Linked DNA regions of Ovis aries: region 2 is linked to region 1. Evidence: chromatin contacts called from public Hi-C data. All regions are on one chromosome and are shown on one strand. Each heading gives the region's core, a stretch centred on a gene start, on an enhancer-like site or on the middle of the called end of the contact. The rest is flanking DNA. Distances are from core to core; before and after follow the strand shown. Region 1 holds the start of ELP6 (elongator acetyltransferase complex subunit 6). Region 2 holds the start of PTPN23 (protein tyrosine phosphatase non-receptor type 23).

Region 1 (6,526 bases), core at 1,938-4,437:
ATTTTATCAGATTTTCAAATTCACACATAAATGGTAACATACGATGTTTCTTTTTCTCTTCGTTAACTTTGTATGATCATGTCTAGGTCCATCGTTGTTGCTGCAAATGACATAATTTCACTCTTTTCTATGAGTAATATTGCATTGTAAATATGGGCCATATCTCCTTTCTCCATTCCTGTGTCATTGGGCGTTTTGGTGACTTCCCTGTCCTCGTATTGTAAATAGTGCTGCAATGCTCCTTGGAGTACATGTGACTTTTCGAATGATGGTTTCATCCAAATAGGCCCGGAAGTGGAACTGCAGGTTCTTAATGTAGTTCTGGTTTTCCTTTCCTATGGCGCTTCCATAGCACCTTATCAGCTATTTACATTCCCACACAGGTGCAGGAGGGACGATTTCCTTTTCTCCATGCCCCTCTCATATTGATTTTTGTAGATTTTTGCAGGTGGCCATTTCTATCTGGTTGGAGAAGACACCCAGTTGTCAATTTCACTTACATTTCTTAAATAATTAGCAATGTGGAGCATGTTATCCTGTGCTTTTGTATTAAACAGCGTGAGTGTAGTTTCCCTCTGGCAATTGGATTCTTGAAAGTCAGCTCTGTTTTTTTTAAACATTTATTTGTTTGGCTATGTCAGGTCTTAGAGCAGGCTTAGTAGCCCCATGGCAATGTGGGATCTTAGTTCCTGGACCAGGGATCGACCAGGTGTCCAGTGCATTGGAAGGCAAATTCTTAACCTCTGGACCGCAAGGGAAGTCCTAAGTCTGCCCTCTTTTGAATTCTTTATCGATTCCCTGCCTTTTTACATTTCTTGAGGGCAGGCGTCCTTTACAGCCTGCAGGCTTTGTGAATATGAAGTGCCCTTCAACTGCAGTGGACTGTCCTGGTGGCTCAGTAAAGAATCCACCTGCAAAGCTGGAAATGCGGGAGATGTGTGGGAGACGCGGGCTCTATCCCTGGGGTCAGGAAAATCCCCTGGAGGAAGAGATGGCAACCTTCTCCACTATTCCTGCCTGGAAAATTCTAAAGAAAGAGGCCTGGCGGGCTATAGTCCACGGGGATCACAAAGAGGTGGACACGACTGAGCACCCCCGCCTTGTTGCAGATTAAGCTGCTTGGTTGTCAAGTTGTTCTGCGGTGTGTTCACAAGGGGGCAGCACTTCCTCGTGCCTCACTCTGATAACTCTTGTCTTGTTTAGTTGCCCAGTCTTGTTCAACTCTTTGCAACCCCATGGACTGCAGCACACCAGGTTTCCCTGTCCTTCACTAGCTCCAGATATAAATAATATGGAGAAAAATAAAAGAGGGGTGAGGGAAAAGGACAAGAATTGCTGGGGAAGGGACAGTTAAGAACTTAAATAGGATGCTTAGGGAACTTCAGTTCAGTTCAGTTGCTCAGTTGTGTCCAACTCTTTGCGACCCCATGGACTGTACAACACCAGGCCTCCCTGTCCATCATCAACTCCTGGAATTTACCCAAACTCATGCCCATTGAGTTGGTGATGCCATCCAGCCATCTCATCCTCTGTCGTCCCCTTCTCCTCCCGCCTTCAATCTTTCCTACCATCAGGGTCTTTTCAAATGAGTCAGCTCTTCACATGAGGTAGCCAAAGTATTAGAGCTTCAGCTTCAACATCAGTCCTTCCAATGAATACTCAGGACTGATCTCCTTTAGGATGGACTGGTTGGATCTCCTTGCAGCCCAAGGGACTCTCAAGATTCTTCTCCAACACCACAGGTCAAAAGCATCAATTCTTCAGCACTCAGCTTTCTTTATGGTCCAACTCTCACATCCATACATGACCACTGGAAAAACCATAGCTTTGACTAGATGGACCTTTGTCAGCAAAGTAATGTCTCTGCTTTTTAATATGTTGTCTAGGTTGGTGATAAGTTTCCTTCCAAGGAGTAAGCATCTTTTAATTTCATGGCTGCAATCACCATCTGCAGTGATTTTGGAGCCCCCAAAAATAAAGTCTCTCACTGTTTCTGCTGTTTCCCCATCTATTTGCCATGAAGTGATGGGACCAGATGCCATGATCTTCATTTTCTGAATGTTGAGCTTTAAGCCAACTTTTTTGCTCTGCTCTTTCACTTTCATCAAGAGGCTCTTTAGTTCTTCTTCACTGTCTGCCATAAGGGTTGTGTAATCTGCATATCTGTATATGTGAGGTTATTGATATTTCTCCTAGCAATCTTGATTCTAGCTTGTGCTTCATCCAACCCAGCGTTTCTCATGATGTACTCTACGTATAAATTAAATAAGCAGGGTGACAATATACACCTTGATGTACAATATACACCTTGATGTACTCCTTTTCCTATTTGGAATCAGTCTGTTGTTCCATGTCCAGTTCTAACTGTTGCTTCCTGACCTGCATTCAGATTTCTCAAGAGGCAGGTCAGGTGGTGTGGTATTCCATCTCTTTCAGAATTTTCCAGTTTATTGTGATCCACACAGTCAAAGCCTTTGGTGTAGTCAATAAAGCAGAAATAGATGTTTTTCTGGAACTCTCTTGCTTTTTCGATGATCCAGCGGAAAATTGGCAATTGATCTCTTGTTCCATGGAGGCTTAGGGAAGGCCTCGCTGATAAACTGACATGTGAACAAAGACCTGAAAGAAGTGGCGTGTTTTTTGTTTGTTTGTTTGTTTTTAACGGCCGCAGCCCAGGGAGGGGAAATAGTGCAAAAACCTCAAAGAGAATCATGCAGGGCGTGTTCCAACCCTACTTGGTCAGTGACCCTACTCTGATAACCCGTCTTATCCAAAACCTACCCCCATCTCACCGTTATTCCTTTATCCAGCTTCATTTTCCCCCCTACAAAGAAATTTTCAATGTATTATTCCATGTTTATTACGTCTGTTTTCTGCTTTGTGCGAGAGCGGGCGTCTTTGCCTGTCTGGTTCGCCCATTGCAGCCAAAGCGTTTAGTAGTGTGAGGCACACCGCAGGAGCTTGACAGGAGGCTCTGGGATGAGAAGAACGCGCGGTTGAGGGAAGGAAGAAGAGATCCGACCTCCTCATGGCTTGGTCGTGGGAAGCTCTCTGGGAGTGGAATGCAGGTAAGAAGCCCGCACAGCTCAGGGTCCAGGGTCCCCGGCCTTGTGCGCGTCTCTGCGCATGCGCCGAGTGCAACCGATCCGCGCGTTTCATTGGCTGCGGCCAGAGGAATTGCGCATGCGCACTCCTCCCGCGTGTTCCTGTGTGGTGGGTTTTGCCCTCCAGCCTCCGCTCTATCCGTGACAGCCCATCTTCCCATCCGGGGCCCCCATGCGTTCTGGAGCTCGGAATGTTCCCAGAACTCAATAACCTTCTCAACACCACCCCTGAAGGGGCGGAGCAGGTAAGAGGTCGCAAGGTCGAGGAGGAGGTTGGATTCTGGGAGCGCGGCGCAAGACCGCACACCCGGATGAAGCGCGCGCGGACCCGTGGGAAATCACGTGACGTCCGTGGCCCGGGGGCGCTTGGGAGTTGTAGTCTGCAGAGGACCCGACCCCGAGGCTAGGCTAGACACTTAGGCCCGCGCAAGATAGGCATCCTGTGGGTTTTCGAAGGTCGCATGCGCCCTTGAAAGACCACAGGAAGCATGTTATTAGTTTGAGTTGACTTGAGTGTATAGGCGACCCTTGTGCGTGTTCAGCGTGGTGGGAGTCCCAGCGCCCAAACAGAGGTTGGTGGGGGTGGTTTAGTCGCTCTGTCGTGTCCGACTCTTTGTGACCCCGTGGACTGTAGCCCGCCAGTCTCTTCTGTCCCCGCCCCCCCGTCCCCCCGCCCTCCCCATCACAAGGGAGCAACTTCTTAACGACCTCTTCTTAACGGCCTCCTCTGTCCTGGGAACACTTGGCAGGTTTCAGCGAATGCTTCTGCTCGTCTTCCTCCCCATGTTTTTGAACAGTGCTCTCTGAGTTGCTCGCAGCCAATGTTTGATTGCACAGCACGCCTTTGGCACCACAGCCTCCCTGCTGTTTTCGTCGCTCTCTCCTTACCACGGTCTGGAGCATCTAAAAAACGTTCATTCGTTAGCCCGAGGGTTGCCTCTCCTAGAGACATAGGTGATTTATTTCATAACTCCTGTCTTTCTGATGAAATGGAAAAGCCTTTGTGTTACTCCATAGTCCCAGGCGAATAGTTTTCAGTAAATCCTTGTGCATTTTAATTGCCCTGCAGTTTTTCTCTGCCCAAGCCTCCAGATGGCGCTGCTTACATTGCCAGTTACTACTAGCACCTCCAAAGTCCAAACTGAGGGCCACAGTGAGGGATAGAAGTGGGCACCAGGAAATGACAGCGCCAGGGGTAACCCCAGAGTCTGCTAGTGTAATCTTTCATGTTTTATGAGAGGAAAAAATATCAGGACAACAGAGAGATGACCTTCCCTATCATTGACAAGGAACAAAGGGTGACTGGAGCAGGACAGCCAGACCCTGCAAAGGCAGGACAGCCAGATCCCGCAAAGGCCATCTTTAGAGGTCTCTCCAGGGCTCTCCACAATGAGAGCTCTGCCTGACGTAGTTTCCAAGGCCACTGGGAGGAGGACTTTGATCCTGGCTGTCTCTTGGAATGACTGCTTTCTCCTCCCCTGCCTATGGGACAGAATTGGCATGAGGATTAGAGTTAGGGAGGACATTGGATTAGATGACCTTTTAGAAGACCCCTTGCAATCTGGACAGTCAGTGATTTTTGTTGGGTTCTGATGATAAAATCTTACTTTATTCAGGATTTAATTCTCTCAATGGCAACCCACTCCAGTATTCTTGCTTGGAAAATCCTATGGACGGAGGTGCCTGGTAGGCTGCAGTCCATGGGGTCGCGAAGAGTTGGACACGACTGAGCGACTTTACTTTCACTTTTCACTTTCGTGCACTGGAGAAGGAAATGGCAACCCACTCCAGTGTTCTTGCCTGGAGAATCCCAGGGACGGAGGAGCCTGGTGGGCTGCCGTCTATGGGGTTGCACAGAGTTGGACACGACTGAAGTGACTTAGCAGCAGCAGCAGCAAGACTGGAGAGGAGTGAGGAAACGAAGGGATTTTATTCTCCATTGCCTGGGGAAGATGATAGCTTGAGATATGCTTCCCCAAAATGAGTACGTTTGATACAGATCACTTTCATTGTTGGTTTTTCTATAATTTTTACTTATTTTCTTCTTTTTCTGGTTAAACAAACACACACATGAGTGTCCAGGTATAGAGATTTAAGAGTAGACACAATCCACCAGATTTTGACACTCAGTTGAACTCTTTCCAGGGAGTCTAATACATCTTTTTGTGTTCTTCTTAACTTGTAGGGGAAGCTGACTCTACTCTGTGATGCCAAGACAGATGGCAGTTTCCTTGTGCACCACTTTCTCTCCTTCTATCTCAAAGGTATAAGACTATCATAAAAGAAAACCCAAGGCTGGGGGGTCGGGGAGGAAGAGGCCTGTTTCAGGTAGCACTAGAAATAGTATTAACTAGTCAGGCCTTTGGTGTTTGGGTAACCAGATGGTTATATGTTAGTTCATGGGATTACTGGACCATCTTGTTCCCACCCCTATTATGCCAGAGTCTGCCATGTATTCACTATATCCAGTATTGCCTTCCATTTCTCCACCACCTGTGCAGGCACTGACTCCCTTAGGGCCTTGTGTGGCCTCTTCATTTAATTGATCCTTGGTCCTTGGGTAGTTGAAGTCTCTAGGCACTCAACCCATTAACACTTTGCCCTGGCAATAGATGCTTCCTAAGGAACAGAGGGGGGAAAAAAACAGCTCTGCAGTTCACATACGGAAATCGATTAGAAGAAGAAAACAGCCAAATGAAAAAAAAGGACTTACTGGTTCTCCTTGAGTCCCCACTGAGCCAGGCCAGAATACAAGGTTGACCTTTGGCACTCTGAGTTGTAATAATTTACAGCTTTGAAAGTGATTTTCCTTTCTAGATGATGTTATTGTCAGCTTATACAGAGCAAGAGCATCTACAGATAAGTTGTTAATTAAGTTCATAAAGTAGCTAGAGTTTCTTTGTGTTCTTCTTATATGCTCTTGCGTATTAGACTGGTTTAAAAATTCAGTTGTATCTCTGTAACCAACAAGTAGTTAGAAAAATACAGTGTTTTTAAAACTGTAATGTATTTTCAGGGGAACAAACTAAGGTTCCTAGTGATACATCTCACAGGTAAAGTACATCTCAGAATCAATGAAATAAGATATGGTTATTAATATAAGGTATAATTATTGATATGAAAAAAGTACCTCTTCACATCAAATTGAGTATGTCAGGTTGCAAGGCATGGGTTCTCTAGATCTGCCTCAGTTCTTTGGTTTCCAGAGGCAGGAAGTATTTGAGACTGATTGTAAATAGAGAGTTGGTTAAAAATCAGTTTATTTTGTTTTCCAGCTAATTGTAAAGTCTGCCTTGTGGCCCTCATCCAGTCCTTTAGTCACTATAATATTGTGGGGCAGAAGCTGGTAAGTATGTTAGACCTCTGTGATGAGATCCCTGAGTGAGTGTGTGTGCCAGGCATATGTATGCTGTCAGGCTGGG
Region 2 (5,593 bases), core at 318-2,817, 140 kb after region 1:
TTCTTTCCCCCCCCCATGGATGATGGGAGTGTTTAGCTTCTGTTCTTAATTTGATATACATCTTGGAATTAAAACAGTAGATGGAAAGGAGACCAAACTTTGGGAAAGAAGTAAAATTCTGGAACTTTAGATCAATTAACCTAATTTATTGGATGTCTCCATTGGTCCATTGAGGCCTGGGGTTTGATTCCTGGTCAGGGAACTAAGATCCCATAAGCTGGGAAGCTCAGCCAATTTTTTTTTTTTTAATCTAATTTTCTGGTTTTACAAATGAGGAAAAAGATGCCCAAAGAGATTAAATGATGGACTCAAAGGAATACAAACTGTTAGTGTGTGAAGGAAGGCAGCGGCAGTGTGAACCGAGAAAGGGAGAGCTTCTTGGAAAACTTCTTCCCCGACCCATTTTCTTTCTTCTATTTTTTTTCTTCTCCACCACCTTACTCACTGGGGCTCCGTCAATATTCAGGCAGCAGCCACATTGCCTCCTGGTTGTTCCTTTTCACTTCTGCTCTGTCCTTCAACGGTACCAGACAGTCCTTCCCAAGGCAGATGTCTCACAGGGTACCTGATGCCCAGTCGACACACCTGGTCCTGCTTTGTACCAGCCACACCTGATCTCCCCACAGCGATCCCTTGCCTCCCTCAAAGCCAAAACTGCCTGTCTCTTCCATCCAAATGAAGAGTAAACAAAGGACTGCTTGGGTCGCTCTGGAAGCTACAATGCTATTTATCCCCTCTGCGCAGTCGCGAAAGCAGTAACGCTCCCCTAAAAGTTGGATCTTTCGGTCCAAAGGGGCTCCAGATTACGGTTCTTCTTCTGAGACCAGACAGAATTGCACCAAGTGTTAGAGCGACTCCAACCGCAGAGGTCAGGCTGGCCGGGGCCTTAAAACACATCCTGAGCCATCCTCGGCGTCCGTCCCAGTCCGGTCGTAGACGGACAGCACAACGAAGGCCAGGCACAGCCTTTCCACCCTGACGGTTACGGAGGGCCACCCACCGATTCTCCCAGGGCGGTGCTGGCGTGGATGAGGGGAGGAGCAGACCTAGGTTCAAAGCGTCACACCGAGGAAGTGAGGTGCCTCGGCGGGGATCGCGGAGGGCCGGGGGACGGAATCGGAAAGCAGGTTCCGATCAGACAGCGGGGGCTACCCGGGGCTGGCGGGGTCGGGGGGAGGGGACGGAGACGCTCTTCGAGCGCGCAGGGGTCAGACAAGGTGCGATGGGGGTGCGCCAGGCGAAGGAAAGCCAGTGGAGGCCCCTCCTGGCCTCACCGGCCCCTGCGACAGGGCCTGGGGAGATGATAGACGCGCAGGGGGCGTCACGCGCAGGCGGACGGAGAGACGCGGGAGGAAAGGGGAGGGGGCGGGGAGCAGGAGCGGCCCTCACCTTCTTTACGGCTGGCTGAAAGTGGAAGTCACCGGCCTCTTTCAGGTCCAGCCAGATCATGGGCATGCGGGGCACGGCCTCCATGGCCTCAGGCACCCGCCGGCCTCCCGGCCGCCCCCCAAGCTTTCGCAGCTGCAGGCTCAGCCACGCACCCCGCCCCTCCACGCCGGAAGTCACTTGTCACGCGGGGATGAAAAAAATGCCCCTACTGCCTGCTGGGAGAGGCTGTCCCCTCCTCTGTAGGCTTTTGCGCATGCTCATTTCCCGCTGCGCATGCTCAGTTTCTTGCACGCGGGCACGTGTAGAGGGCAAACCTCCAGCCCGAGGCGAAAGGGTTTCTGGGAGTCGTAGTCTATCTGCATCTAATTGCTAAGCAGGGAGGTAACTGGTTTCTTCTTCCTGGGCAAAGTAGACCGCAGGGACCTGGCTCGGGCTCCAGGCTCTCCCCACTCAGGGGAAGGACATTAGAGAACGTAGCCATAGACTTGTAGACCCTAAGTAGTGTCGAGGGCCTTGGTAGATGGGGTCAGATGCTCTGGTAGAGATAACGTGGTGGCGGGCCACCCCCAGAAGCAGTGACTTAAAAACAGCCTTGGAGTAGGGGCTGCCTGGCCAAGGAGACAGGGCTAACAAGCAAAGGCGTGGCACCCCAGGTGTCGAGTTTTGGAACAGAGGAGTGACTGGTTGGAGACTGGCACGCTCGGCTGAGCCTGTAAGACCGGGCACTGCCTAAGAGACGGCCAAGTCCGTTTTTGATGATGGGGAGAGAACTGGTAAACGAAGTGTAAAGCGTAAGGGGAAAAAAGAGAGAGAGAGAGGCCTAGAGCGATGGGGGTGGGGATGACTATATACAGCCTCGGGAATGCCTTTCAGTCTGGAAGGGGACCAGGGAGCAGAGAACAGTTATTAGCTCTGAAGAGATGACCTGTAGAGCAAGGATTTTAAAATCATGTATATATTACCTAGCTTTAAAAACACGTAAAATGGAGAATGGTTTGTTGGGGCAAAAGTAGAAGGAAGGAAATGAGCGAGGACGTTTGCAACCATGGACTGTAGCCCACTAGGCTCCTCTGCCTCTGAAATTTTCTAGGCAGGAATACTGGAGTGAGTTGTCACTTCCCACTCCAGGAGAATCTTCCCAGCCCAGGGACTGAACCCATGTCTCTTACATCTCCTGCATTGGCAGGTGGATTCTTTAATACTGTGCCACCTGGGAAGCCCTTGGATGACCAACTGCACATTTTTTCCTCAGCAAAAAAAAAAAAAAAAAAAACTCTCATACATTCTGGCTCCTCCCTTACATCTTTAGAACAGTCCCTCCGAGCTGAGAGACTACATCGCAGGCTTAAGTCTTCACTAAGGCTTCTGAATAAAACAGAATTCTCAACTTTTAGGTTGTTCTTTCTTTTTTCAGTTGACAACTCTCTATGTCCCCTGTGCCCCAGCAGTGGAATTGCTGGGTGTGTGAATACAGGGTATTCAGGACATCTGAACAACTCCTGCCCAGGGAACACCAGAAGGTGTGTCCAGAAAGAAGGGTCACAGCCACCCAAACAGGAAGCATGGAGCCCTCCCCTGGGGCCACCTTTCTTAGATGCGAATCCAGAATCACTGCATTACAGGTGGGGAAACTGAGGCAAGGAGAGGGGAAAGAAGCTGTCCCAAACGCCATGGAGCCTCTGAGGGAAGGTCAGAGGAGAGGTCTCCTGTGGCCAGGGAAGGGAGAGGAGAAGGGTGAAGGGAAGATGGGAGCTCTCCTGGTCTCAGACCTGGCAGGCTAGAGGCCAGAGGCAGAAGAATGCCATTGTGTCTCTTCTGTCTCGGCCAACATCCGTGTTCCTGGCGCTTGCGGAGGTGGCCCCCTGCTCCCCTGGTTCAGAAAGAGCAGCGAAGAAGTAGCTGCTCCTCCCTCCAGAGTGTCCAGAGCCCTCTAGGAGCCCTTGAGGCATTGGTTACTTTCTCCCTACAGAAAAGGTTCCAAGAAGACAGATTTGCTAATATGAAGAAGGTTGGGGATCTCTGAGGCCCAGTCACGAAACCGAACCTCTCCCGAGCACCCAAGTTACTTGGCCAGCAGATGGCAGCAAGGCCACAGGGTTGTAACGAAGCAGTTGCAATCCTGGGACACCAAAGCCCCGTAGATTGGAATTGGAAATTAGGGACATGTTTTGTTTTGCTCAGAACCAGGTTTACTTCTTGGGGTGTCTGTGAGTGGAAGGAGGGCAATGGGGGATTCGTTCCTCCCTTGCCGAGGACAAATGTCCTCATTCAGGCGTTGCCAGGGAGAGCCTCAGGGTAGACAGCCTTCGGGATGTCCCAGACACACCCTCCCAACTGCTTGGTGCCAGGCTGTGAGCGCGCCACATGGGGCAGAACTTTGAGACACTCTGGCCTTGCCAGTGAGAGCCTGGAGGCTGGGTGGCACCCCCTGGTGGGGGGTGGAGCAGGGCAGGGGGTATAAACCTGCTAGCTCAGGACTAAGGTCAACCTGTGGGACTGAGGCCACAGTCTTCCTAAGTCTCTGTGTCTCTGGGGCAGCTTGTATCCAGATTGCTGGTTGTAGAACATCAGATGTGTGTCCCCGGGGGACCAATGTGGCCACAGCCGCTTTCTCCACACCCTATTGGACTTGCACAGGTCACTTGGGCAAGGGCTAAGAGTTTCTGAAATCTGTGTCCCCTTCCTGACCACCCTGTTACAGCCAGGAGAAAGCTGAGGCCCGTGAAGGGCAGAGCTTGCCCAATATCCTACCAGGCTTCTTTCTTCATTATTTCAGACCTTGTGAAAGTTTTTTGCTCCAACCATCTTTTCAAGGAGGCATGGAAGCCATGGGGTCATTCAGGAGGAGTCAGGGGTCTCAGCTGTCTGTGGTTCTGGCCAGCAGAATGTGCAGTGGAAACGGTCACTCAAATGGGATCTCATAGCTCCAGCAGGTGGTAAACATTTCCCTGGAGTGTCCACTTCCTGCTCCCTGCACCCCCAGCTGCCCTCCAGAGCCTCACCCATGCCCTGCTCCAACCTCAGGCCCCAGGGTCCAGTCACAAGCTGGGTGGGTCTTGGAGAAACCTCCTGCTGGACACGTGGAATCCTGCCCTCACCCTCTGCAGCTCAGCTCCCAGCATGCAGGGAATAAGACACGCAGCCCCCAGGCTGAAGGCAGAGCGGCACGGTGGAGGACACGACCCTGGGACCCAGGGTTGGAATCCTGGCACTTCCACTAACCAGCCCTGTAATCAGGGTCTCTCTGCAAAACTGAGTCCCTCTGTCAGAGACTGGAGGGTTAAGAGCTCCGTGCTTGCTAATGGTCTCAGCTGCAACTGACTTATCACAGCCTTAAATAAAAGCCACCACACCTGAGCTGCCTCCACTCACATTAGCCTTAGAGCTCTCACCGTACTTACAAGGTAAGAGTTGTTATCTCTGCTGCAAGGATGAGACCTACTGAATAGCAGTAGTGGTAAAGAAGCCGCCTGCCAGTGCAGAAGTGGGTTCGATCCCTGGCGCGGGAAAGATCCCCTGGAGAAGGACATGGCAACCCACTCCAGTATTCTTGCCTGGGAAATCCCATGGGCACAGGAGCCTGGAGGGTTACAGTCCATAGGGTCGCAAAAGAGTCGGACACAACTGAGCAATTGACAACAACACTGAATCCCAGAGAGACTGGCCAAGAACCAGTGGAGATGTGGAAGCAGTGGGATTTGAACCCAGATCTATGGAATCCTCAAGCTGAGGCAGGGCTCAGACAGCTGTATTCTGCATTGCTCTAGGTCAATTACTGAGCACAAAGTATTGAAGGATTTTTATGTGGCTATCACAGAGTGTGACCTTTTGAACTCATACTCTGTAGAGTCTACCTGTCAAAAAAAAAAAAAAATCCCAATTTTTTTTCCCACTGAAGAGCCCCCAACCTGAGTTCCCAGCCCTGACTATGCCATCCAACCTCAAACCTCTGGACATGTCAGTCTTACGATTTGATGGGATTATAAAGGCTACATAGTTTGTCCCTATGCCTCTCTACTGGATGTTTGAACGCTAAATGTGTTGTAATGTGTTGCAAGTAACAGAAAAGCCCATTCAGAGACACTTAAAGGGTAACATCCCGAGGCCCTCCACTTTCAGGCCAGGTGTGACCCAGCAGCTCAGTGATGTCATCAGGAGCTGTTTTTCTCTCTGTCTTCTGTGGTGCTGACCTCATTCTTAGGGG

Evidence for each region. A called contact is a pair of places that touch in the nucleus more often than the background predicts.
Region 2: a Hi-C map of liver shows a contact between it and region 1, with 5 times the contacts expected there. The contact joins the promoter of PTPN23 here to the promoter of ELP6 in region 1. A contact is called at or near these places in 13 of 16 Hi-C or Micro-C datasets (blood, hypothalamus, liver and 6 more).

The regions. Positions count from the first base shown.
Region 1 is chr19:52,147,627-52,154,152 of ARS-UI_Ramb_v3.0, forward strand. ELP6 (elongator acetyltransferase complex subunit 6) reads left to right here and starts at 3,188. Exons shown (of 7, transcript XM_012100136.5): 1 at 3,188-3,349; 2 at 5,290-5,368; 3 at 6,380-6,450. The coding sequence starts at 3,296.
Region 2 is chr19:52,289,086-52,294,678 of ARS-UI_Ramb_v3.0, forward strand. PTPN23 (protein tyrosine phosphatase non-receptor type 23) reads right to left here and starts at 1,568. Exons shown (of 23, transcript XM_042236320.2): 1 at 1,390-1,568. The coding sequence starts at 1,473.